Linked DNA regions of Zea mays: region 2 is linked to region 1. Evidence: chromatin contacts called from public Hi-C data. All regions are on one chromosome and are shown on one strand. Each heading gives the region's core, a stretch centred on a gene start, on an enhancer-like site or on the middle of the called end of the contact. The rest is flanking DNA. Distances are from core to core; before and after follow the strand shown.

Region 1 (5,498 bases), core at 125-2,624:
CCCAACATAATTGTGGGCCTGGGTCTGGCACGACCCAATGTGTGGCCCGTGCCTGGGCCTCAAGTCAAACCCACGGGCCGGCCTGGCACGACCCATTTAACTAAGGCCCATCGAAGCACACTAAACATAGACTTAGTATTTAACTAAGGCATGTCAAAGCACATAGGACTAACACAACTTGGAGAATCCAGAGCTTCAATGGGCCTTCGAAGGCAAGACGGGGATAGTGATGATGATCATTGTATATGTATTTCTTATGGTTGTATAGTACTCAACTAAATATTGAACAGAGAACTAAATATTATTTCTGAGCTAGTTGTAGTCTTTCTTCTTTCTGACCAAAGGTAATAACGTGACAACCACAAAATAGCTATTGGTCATTTTATATATTATATACTTTATGTTTATGTATTATTGTTGTATGTATATGGGCTGTTCTGGCACACTAAGATATTCTAGGCTATTTGGGCTGGTCTGGCATACATAACTAATTGTGGGTCGTGCTGTGGGCCGACGGCTGAGCCCAGTGCTGGCACGACACGACCCATAATTGGTGATATGCTTTTGTGGGCTTGTGTCGTGCCCGTCACACCAGCCCACATGTACAGGTATAGCGAGTAATAAGAGCAGTGGCGGCCAGCGGGTGAGAGCGTCACCGGCAGACATAGGGATGGCAACGGGTTTGAAACCCGTGGGTAGAGGGTTTTCAAACCCGCATCCGTGGGTTTGCTATTAAACCCACACCAGTATCCGTTACACATGACGGGTACAATATGCTACTCATATCCGCTACCCGCGGGTGCCACAAATCCATAGGTATTTTCGCGGGCATATAATTATAATTATAATTTTATATATATATATATATATATATATATATATATATATATATATATATATATATATATATATATATATATATATATATATATATATTACGGGTATGTGGGTTTACCGGCACGGGTATAACATTTTCATATCCACGAGGAAAAACCTATCGAATTGAAAATCAAATTCATAGCGGTATCCACGGTTATAAACTCACTCAAATCTGCACCATATAGGGTTTTTAGCTATGGACACGCGGATAAAATGATAAAATGTGCTCGTTAAGCAGACCCCTCGTCGTCTCTCTCGTCACTCTTCCCTCCCTCGTCGCTTATACGCCTTCTCTGTCTCCCTCTTGCGTCTCTCTTCCCTCCTTTTCCACCCAGCGACGGCGAGCGGGAAATGCCGGGCCCCAAAAGAGGCCGCATCCTTGGTGCTTTCTGAACCTTCTTTACTTTGTCCCCAAATGGCCTCCTCGCCCTCTTCACGTTTCCCTTCACCATAAGCACAGGCACCACTCCCCCCCTGCAAGCTCCTCCCTCTCTCGGCTCTTGGTTCTTGCATTACTCTGTCAGCCCAGAGGCAGAGCAAGTAAGCAAATGGTTGCTATGGCGGCGCCAGGGCGAGTGGCGCTCCTGGCCGCCGCACTCCTGTTCGGCGCCTTCTTCCCATCCGCGTTCGCCACGTCCTCGTACCCCGCAAGTGAGCTCCTTCTGCGGCCCCACCGTCTCGTTCGCTGCGCTTCCTTTGCTGATTAGTCTTATTCCACGTCGGATGGCAGGGCTTGCGGGCAGGCTCCTGTCCACCACGGCGTCGGCGGTGGCCAAGCAGCTGTGGTCGCTCAAATCGGCCGCCACCAAGACGGGTAATCGCCGGACCGTGGCGTCGTCTTTTCCCTCTCTGATTCTTGTTTCCTCACCGGGTGTGCCTGCTCTTCCGGTCTCTGGCGGTGTCGGCGGCAGCGACGGCGTCCGTGGCGGGGCGGTCCATGGTGCGGTACGAGGGCGGGTACGCGGTGGACACGGTGTTCGACGGCAGCAAGCTGGGGATCGAGCCGCACGCCGCCCAGATCAACCGCGCCGGCGACCTCCTCCTGCTCGACTCCATCAACAGCAACATCTACAGGGTCCAGCTGCCGTTGTCACCATGTGAGCACGCTCTGCCTCCGACCACTCCCTGTCCTTTTCAGGTTTTCCAGTCTTCATGGGATTCTGCTTCCCTCGATGATGCTTCCCTCGGTGATGTGAGTAGTTAGGGAGGGAGTTATTGGTGGTGGTTGGTAGGGGCTGATGTTGCATGCTGACTTCATCAAGCGCTGTTCCTCGATTGCGAAATGCCTACTATTTTGTTCATTGCTATAGTATGGACAATATGAAATAATAGCTGTTTGCGATCGTTCCCCATGTTTATGGAACCATCGTTCTCGTGCAGGTTTTTTTTTCTCCTTCACTTCCCTTTGTTGATGTGCTGGTTTACTTCCTCACGTTTCCTATAGCACAGGTGCCTGGAATCAAGGATTGAGAAGAGAAAGTAGATGTATAGTGCTGGTTTTCTAGATGGTTAGACTTAAGGTGTTGTTTAGTTCACCAAATGTAACATAAATAGCAACGGTAATGATTCACGTTCGATTACCAGCGGTAACAAGTTTGGATATGACGGTATTAGTTTCTAGTGTGGTATCTGATTACTGTTGGATTTAAACAAACATGGTTTAACGTTATCGATTACTGTTCACGTTACAAATATATGAATCAAACGACATCTAAGACCTAATGGCTGCTATCATCGCCTGAAAAACCCTTCAAAATCAGGCATATGAGAAATCAGCTCCCTTACTTCCTGTTTCACATATCAGAAGTTGAGCAAATAGACCTCTTCACTAGGAAAAATGTTTCTATGATTTGGTTCCCTTAAATTGTTAGCAATATCTCCTGTCTCATCTCATGTCACTAAAGGTAGGTACAATTGGAAATTTTACACTGTACCTCCACTATGAGCAAATGCTATGTCAGTCTCACTTCCCTCACTGCAACAAGACGACTTTTATTTTAGGATAGTGATGAAGTTGCCATTCATGTTTTTTTAGCATGAGATGCTTCCCAGATTATATCCAAGCAATCAGAATCTGATGGATCTTCTGAAATTGGATTCAACAATGCAGATAGCAGACCAAAGCTCCTTGCTGGTTCTCCAGAAGGTTTATCTGGCCATGTTGATGGAAGACTGCGAGAAGCGAGGATGAACCATCCTAAGGGGTTCACTGTGGATGATAGGGGCAACATTTATGTTGCAGATGCTATGAACATGGCAATAAGAAAGATCAGTGACACAGGTAAACTAAATGGCCCATTTGGAAGTATTGTTTCTCCAGCAGTTATTTAGTACTACATTCATTCATAAATATATGACGCCGTTGACTTTTTAAAAAACCTTTAATCACTCGTCTTATTCAAAATATTTATTCGAAAATGTAAAATTTTTAGCCACGCTCAAACGACTTTGAGTGATAAAACAAATCACTACAAAATAAATAGAGTAGTTGATACGTAGAGTAGATTGTGGTGGAAGGATATCTAACCAGCATTCTACTCTCGGCTCTTGATTAGGGGTAGATAACGAGCCAGCCAGTGGCGGGTCTATATGCAAACAAGGGTATTCAATTGAATACTCATTATTTTTGGCAAAACAAATATATATATATATATATATATATATATATATATATATATATATATATATATATATATTATGTATATAAGCTAAAATATTATAAAAAGCATAAAATCATACTATTTTACAGCTATTTTGTCTAAACTTTGGTTTTCACTAGCATTCTTTATTTCTGTACCGTTCAACCGATCATACAGTACAGTAGTGTGATTTTAGATTGTCAAAAAAAATATGTTCTACCAAAATTTTGAATACTCATACTTGAAATTCTGGGCTCGCCTCTGGAGCCAGCTCGACTCGGCTCGTCCGAGTTCGAGCTGGCTCGTTAAGGTAACGAGCCACAGAGTCAGCTCGGCTCGGCTCGGCTCGTTTATGAGCTCGAGCTGACTCGTTTAGCTCGCGAGCCAGAGCATAAAAAATAAAATATATATAATAATTATTTTTTAGTTAATTTCAAACTAATTTAACAATAGAAAATAGTAATTATACTCATAGTTTCACAAACCACGTCAATATAACACCAAATTAGCATAATTCATCGTTCATTAATTCACAATTCACATACATGTTTATCAGTTTAACCCATAATTATATTTGTATAGACCAAATTAACACATAGACATAGTTCATTAATTATTAGTTTAATTCATAAGCCATAGACACCTCACATATATATAACATGTTCACCAATTATTCTGTAAATGATACACATATAGTTTCGTTTTGTTGGAATATGCTAGCTCGTTTAGCTTGCGAGTTGGCTTGTTAACGAACCGAGCTAGAATGTCAGCTCAGCTCGTGAAAAATTCAAACGAGCCGATCCGATCCGAGCCAAGCTGACCATGAACCGAGCGAGCCAGCGAACCACGAGCATTTTGTCCAGCCCTACTCTTGATTAGCAATATAATTTGGTTCAAATTTCTACAATTATTTGACCTTCACTGAATCACTGTTGGTTTTTTATGTCTAAATCCTTTTAGCATATTCATGTTTCTCTTGTAACTAATTTCCTTCGGAATAAACTATTCAATCTACTTTCTTCAGTAGAGATTACCAATCTTTATTCTAAATTTCTAATTGAATCTGGCTTTAGGGAAAATTTCTTTGGATCTTCTTGTGGAGATATCTATTGTAAATATCCTTGTTTATTTTATTGTCGATTAAGTTCTTGACAAACTGTATTATAATATTTAGGGGTTACAACCATTGCTGGGGGGAAATCAATTAGAGGAGGGTACATAGATGAGCCCAGTGTCAGTGATGATGCAAAATTCTCAACCGATTTTGAAGTCCAATACATCAGCAGTACCTGCTCTCTCTTGGTCATTGATAGAGGAAACCAAGCAATTCGAGAAATTCCACTGAACGATGATGACTGTGCATATCAGTATGAAGCTGGTTTTCCACTAGGTACATGACACTTAGCTCTCCACTCGTATTAATTGACCATATTTTACTTCTGCTCTGTAAAGCCAGTCATAGGGTCACTGCATTCAGCGCTCAAATGACAGCAAAAATGACAAGGGACCTGTAAAAATTGACTAGTAATTACTTTTGATTTTGAATGCTCACAGGGTTTGCATTGCTTTGTGCTGCTGGTTTCTTTGGTTATATGCTTGCATTGCTCCAACACCGGCTTTTAGGAATGCCGTCAACAATCAATGTAAGTTTGTGGTACTTTTTTAGAATTTATAACTAGTGTTTGGACCACAGTTTGTAGGCTTGCTCTAAGCCAGCACTCTGCTACATGCATATTTCACCATCAACCTTTGGTTACGCTACAGCTAATATTCTTAGATTCATAATCTTGTGGCTGCAGCCTGTGCACTCGATATGTCTGATACCAGTCCTCACAGCTGCTAGAACTGGATGTGTGCCATAACATTTAAAATGCAAACCTTGTATGGTTCAAGTAATAGATGTTTAGATGATATTTCAGCTTTTGATAACTGATTCTGTTAGTTAGATAATTGAACAATGATAATGTACTGATTCTGAAG
Region 2 (5,773 bases), core at 19-2,518, 250 kb after region 1:
ATTTTATATTAGAAATAGCTTCCAGGGGCATATATAAAAATTCTAGGAACTTGCGCGCAACTACAATAATAGAAGTGAGGGCTCGGGTGTAAAAATAAGGTTGCGGGTTAAATTTTTGAAGAGTGTAGGGATCATATGTAAATTTATGGACTAATATGTGCTGATCATTACTCTCTCTCTCTCTCTCAATATATAAGATGTAACCATCTCTGGTTTAAAGACAAAAAATGTATTTAATTCTCTCTATATTATTACATTAAGGTACGTATGCTTAGAGAGAACATGCCTTATATTATAGGACAAAAACAAAAGATGGTTACACCTTATAAAGTGATATGCACGCGCACGCAGTGCAGGTGTGATGGGGGAGAATGGGCCCGCACACGGGCTTGAGAGGAAGCGGCAATACTAGGTCGGGACGAGGAGAATTTGGCCCACGCAGAAGAAAGCTTCATCCATTTCTTTTACTTATTTTCTGTTTTGTTTTCTCTCTTTCAAAGTGGCAATTTGGATTCAAATTCCATTTAGTTATGATTCACAAGATTATCATGCAGCAACCAAAACAACAACATGTGATGCAAGGTTTATTTTATTTATCTTCATATATATAGATGCGTTTATTTAATGTAAATAAAATTCTCACCCGTTATTTATTTTAGAACTTTATCACTCTTAAATGCATATACAGATCAGAAGTACATCAAAAAGTTAAATATTAATTTTTCTCTAATCTAGAAAACGTTAATATAATATATTTATCAAGAGTTGCTTTTAACATATTAAAAAATATTTTATATAGCCCTTGAAGAGGGTAATCCATTCTAATAAATCAAAACTCTTTTGTTATTTATTTATTTTATTAGAGATATACTTTATAAAGGAAGGAATCTATTAACATGCATTTTTGTATTTTAAGTCAAACTTTCTAGAGAACCCTTTATAAATTCTAAAATAGAATTTTGGGTATTACACCTTTCTCTTGAGGTTGTAGCGATGCCACTCGGAGCCATTGGGTGGCCAAGAACGAAGCAGCAGCAGACGGTAAAAGTCACATTTTAGAATTATTGGGTCTAAAAAACATGTGAATAACTGAGCCAGCGCGAGAAAATGACGATGTATTTTGTTCAGCCGACAAACGAACTAAAAAAAGCAATTTTCCCGATACAAACAGTCGAGGTGTCGCAGCCACGGTAAGCAGACAGAGCAGCGCACTGCACTCTTCTCTGCAGTCTGCACATCTCCGGGAAGCCAAACCCGAGCGTCCTGACTCCTGAGTTCCTGACCAAACAATCCCAGTACTGCGATTCGCTCGGGATCGTCTGCAGGCCCCACCGGCCGATCCATCCCCCCGTAAGGCCGTAAACCGTAACCTTCCGCCGATCGCTTCAATGGCCGTGGCCTCGGCCGCGCGGACGGCAACACCGGCGTCGCCGGCGCGACTGGGGTCGCTGTGGTCGACGCTGGAGGACCAGCGCGGGGCGGCGGTGCCGCTGCTCTCCTCGGCCTGGACCCTGCCGACGACCTCCCAGGGCGGCATCGCCGGGGACGGGGAGCAGCTGCCCAAGGAGGGCCTGCTCCGGCGGGCTGGCGGCGTTGTTGCCCGCTGGTGGGGGGCGGCGTGCGGCGCGGTGGCGGAGCTGTGGGCCTTCGCGCGGGCCGATCCGCGGAAGCCCGTGTTCGCGGGGAAGGTTGCGCTCGCGCTCGCCCTCATCTCGCTGCTCGTCTTCCTCCGGGAGCCGCGCGACATCGTCAGCCACTCCGTCTGGGCAATCCTCACCGTCGTCGTCGTCTTCGAGTTCAGCATCGGTGCGCGCCGCCTTTTACTTCTCTGGGTTTGCTTGGGTTAGATTCAAGGTGTCGCCTTTGCTATGGTCCTTCTACTGTTCAGTCTTCATTGGAATTCCTTCCTTTTTGTCAAATCTCTTGCGTGCCTTCAACTTTTGCTGTCATCTTTGTGCTGCCCTCGTCTCTGTTCCGACACATCAGTTCTTGGAGCATGTCCATATATATATAGTAATATAGTATTAAATCGAAGCGGTGAATAAACAGTTCCGTCCAATCTTCATCTGATCTGCAGATCAGCAACTGCCGTTGCATTCAAAATTATGCGGGCCTGCCAGTTCAAAAATGTCATTGTGAGATCTCTTCTTTTTGGGTAATGATACTAGAGATGTTAGGTTTGTAGTCCCAGCAATGTACAACACGGGTCCACTTTTAGGTGACCGAGCAAATCAGTTGTTCCGTGCAGAGACAGGAAAACTCGTCTTCCATTTTGTCCATCTGTTGAACGTGGCCCCCTGTTTTTTGGCATTGTCGAAGACCTGGTGATAGAGCGGCTTTTGACATTGCTGAAGACCAGGTGGTAGATGGATTAAGAAATTATGCTTGCGTAGTTTATGCTGTTGGCTGGCATATTTTATTTCAAACCTGTGTGCAGTGGGATGTGTAACTTTTAAACTACATTTATAATGATGATGGACCACAACTTCTTAAAAATTTAGGGCAGATGCTTCTTGAGACATCTTCAAAGTCCAAACTATCATACCTTAAACTTTAATTCAGTCACAATTTCTTATTAAAGAAAGGGTATCATCAAAGTTATTTGGAAACCCTTTTTGTGTAGGTCTAATGTAAGAGCTCAGAAAACAATGACTACTCAAATGGACTAAAGAAATAAATTTTGGAAGAAAATGTAAGATTGGTTGTTAAATGTTGTAGGTTGTTTCTGTGATGCAGAAAGTTAAAAAAAACATAGACAATTGCTTCTTTTTATGTGCCACTAAGGAAGCTGTCCTTTTTTTATACCTTTCGTTTTTGTCACTGGTCTATTAAGGTACTTGCTTTTTTTCTTTTTTGCTTAGCACTACTACTTAGACCCTTACACAGTAAGTTTTCAACCTGGAGAAGATGATTCCATTTGCTGTGCACACCTGCAAATTCATTTGTTCATACGACAGCCTCTCTGTATTTGGAGGGGAAGGTTTGCCTTGTTTTATCCCTTCCACAGACCCCCACTTATGTTAGATCCTCTGGCGCTGGGTCTGTCTTTTTTCACATATTCTGTAATTGATTCGAATCAGTGCTGTGATGCAGGTGCAACCTTAAGCAAAGGGTTTAATCGGGGATTGGGGACACTAACCGCAGGAGCTTTTGCTCTAGTAGTTGCAGAATTGTCCAAACACCTGGGAAAACTGGAGGAAGTTATTCTTATAACAAGCATCCTTATTGTTGGTAAGCACTTACATTCTGAGAGCAATCGATTTTTTTTCTCTCTCAAAGCGGCCTATGAATATATCTAAAGTGCAATTTTCCTTGTTTATATTGGTAGCCTTTTTCACAACATTGACAAAGCTACATCCGAAGATGAAGCCGTATGAGTATGGATTCCGTGTGTTCTTGTTGACATTCTGTTACGTTATGGTCTCTGGGTACAACACTGGGAAATTCACTGATACAGCTACAAGCAGATTTATATTGATTGCTATTGGTGCTGCTGTCAGTCTTGGAATCAATGTAGGCATCTACCCAATCTGGGCGGGAGAGGATTTGCATAACTTGATAGCAAAGAATTTCACTGGTGTTGCAAAATCCTTGGAAGGTATGACCTTGCATCCTGCTCAAAATTCAGAGTATTTCCAATGTTGGAAATGTTATTTTTTCGTGTCCTTGGTCAACTGGCTATCGATTATACGTGCATCTGATTTGTTTATTTCTTGCCAAATCTACCAAACTAATGACATCAAGGTCTTATATGCTCGATATGGTTCGTTGAACATTTGCTCTAGGTTGTGTTGATGGATATCTGAGATGCATGGAATATGAAAGGATTCCTTCAAAAATACTTGTGTATCAAGCATCTGATGATCCTGTATATAGTGGGTACAGGGCAGCTGTTGAGGCATCAGCACAGGAAGAAACCCTGGTTTGTGCTTGTTCCATATTCAACAATCAACAGTCTGCCATGTGTATTTTGATGAATTTGATTAGCTAATTTCTAGTATGTTTTCAGCTTGGCTTTGCTATATGGGAGCCACCCCATGGGCCTTACAAAACAATGAACTATCCTTGGAGGAGCTTCACCAAAGTTAGTGGAGCATTGAGGCACTGTTCCTTTGCAGTAATGGCATTACATGGTTGCATTCTTTCAGAAATTCAGGTTTGTCCATTTAATGTCAACAACGAACTGTTGAGATTCTTCTTTTTTTTTCTAAACAAATATATTATGGACATTAGGCACCACCAGAAAGCAGAAGAGTATTTTCTGCAGAGATTCAAAGAGTGGGACAGGAAGGAGCTAAAGTATTGCGCGAGCTCGGAAGCAGAGTTAAGACAATGACCAAGCTGAGTTCTTCAGGTATTCTGTTCGAAGTGCACATGGCAGCTGAAGAGCTGCAAAAAAAGATTGATGAGAAGTCATATCTTCTGGTGAACACTGAACGATGGGATGCTAGCAAGCAAGCTCAAGGAATCAAAGAAGTTGTAAATGGTACCCGTGCTGTGGAAACGGAAAACAAGAACAAAGAAAACAAGGATGATGGCACCAGTGCTGTCGAAAAAGAAAACAAATCCAAAGAAAACAACAATGGAGGGCTGGAACCTACCATAGTTGATCAAACTTTAGTGCATCAGTCAAAGAGCTTTCTTGCAAATTCATTTCTGAGCAGATATGATTCAGCGTCAACAATTGACGGTTTTAAGCCAGCACTTTCTTGGCCTGCTCGTAAATCATTCCATCCAAACATACCACTTGAAGATGAGGATTCCCAAACATATGAAAGCGCGAGTGCCTTGTCCTTGGCTACATTTGCATCACTCCTGATTGAGTTTGTTGCCAGACTACAGAATGTTGTTAACGCATTTGAAGAGTTGAGTGAGAAGGCTAACTTTAAGGATCCTGTGGTGGAGCCTACTGCAGTTAGCACAAGTAATGTTAGGTTTCTCGATAAACTGTGCAAATTTGTAGGTTTCTAGAGTTGACACGGATCCTGTGAAGGCTAACTCTAAGGATCCTGTTTTGGCATCCAGTTTCCCTTTTTAAAATTAATTTGGGGGTACGGAATGTACACTAAACTTGTAAATGTGCAATCAGATGATTGCAAGTTGTATTGCTGGAGTTCAGTTTACAGCTACAGAAATCATCAATCTGGTAAATGTTGATCTCTGCATCTGCTGTATTGTGTTTTCAGCGCCCTGACTGATTGCACGTATGTATATCCTGTGAAAAGCCAGCTTTTCATATATTTTTTTGCACTCACCAGGAAATTTGATCTTGTCTTTTTGTATCACTGTGATACCTTGTTCTTCGTTAGTTTTGGTTGTCTTTAATGTATATATAGACGAGGGTTGTATAGACTACTGTCTTGCGAATTAGAATCCTCGTCACAGTATTCCATCGAACAGAAAATGGTTGATGAAACTGAATACCAATCAGAAGTATCACAACTGTCCCAGCCTCTATGACATGGCAGTGCTCCAGCCAATTTTTTTAAATGAACTGCTATGGATTATGCTTCCCCACTTTAGTCTTAAAAAGTGAGAGATCTCTACAACATAGCAAACATGACCTCTTTTGACTATATACTATCTATGCTTATCTACCTTTCCACTATTTCCTGTCCTGTAACCGCTTTTTTACTACCTCGTAGTTACATCCCTCCACACGATTACAGCGACGATTATAGGAGGGTTCCATGGCAGTTTCAGAATTCAGACGCGGAATAGCACGTCTGTAATAAGAACAAGCATAGCCAGTCTCACAGTAGCCAGTATTTAC

Evidence for each region. Hi-C and Micro-C count contacts between places; a contact is called where the count stands out from the background.
Region 2: a Hi-C map of leaf shows a contact between it and region 1, with 6 times the contacts expected there. The contact joins the promoter of LOC100502506 here to the promoter of LOC100384592 in region 1. A contact is called at or near these places in 10 of 25 Hi-C or Micro-C datasets (bundle sheath, ear, endosperm and 3 more).

What each region holds. Positions count from the first base shown.
Region 1 is chr9:35,940,832-35,946,329 of Zm-B73-REFERENCE-NAM-5.0, reverse strand. It overlaps LOC100384592, which reads left to right and starts at 1,374. Exons shown (of 7, transcript NM_001397525.1): 1 at 1,374-1,530; 2 at 1,610-1,693; 3 at 1,791-1,976; 4 at 2,990-3,160; 5 at 4,693-4,908; 6 at 5,073-5,161. The coding sequence starts at 1,428.
Region 2 is chr9:35,693,819-35,699,591 of Zm-B73-REFERENCE-NAM-5.0, reverse strand. It overlaps LOC100502506 (Aluminum-activated malate transporter 9), which reads left to right and starts at 1,268. Exons shown (of 6, transcript NM_001196984.1): 1 at 1,268-1,806; 2 at 3,094-3,231; 3 at 3,329-3,598; 4 at 3,786-3,922; 5 at 4,010-4,156; 6 at 4,234-5,161. The coding sequence starts at 1,389. The coding sequence ends at 4,971. LOC100280120 (Aspartyl protease APCB1) reads right to left here. Exons shown (of 9, transcript NM_001153056.2): 9 at 5,481-5,773. The coding sequence ends at 5,770.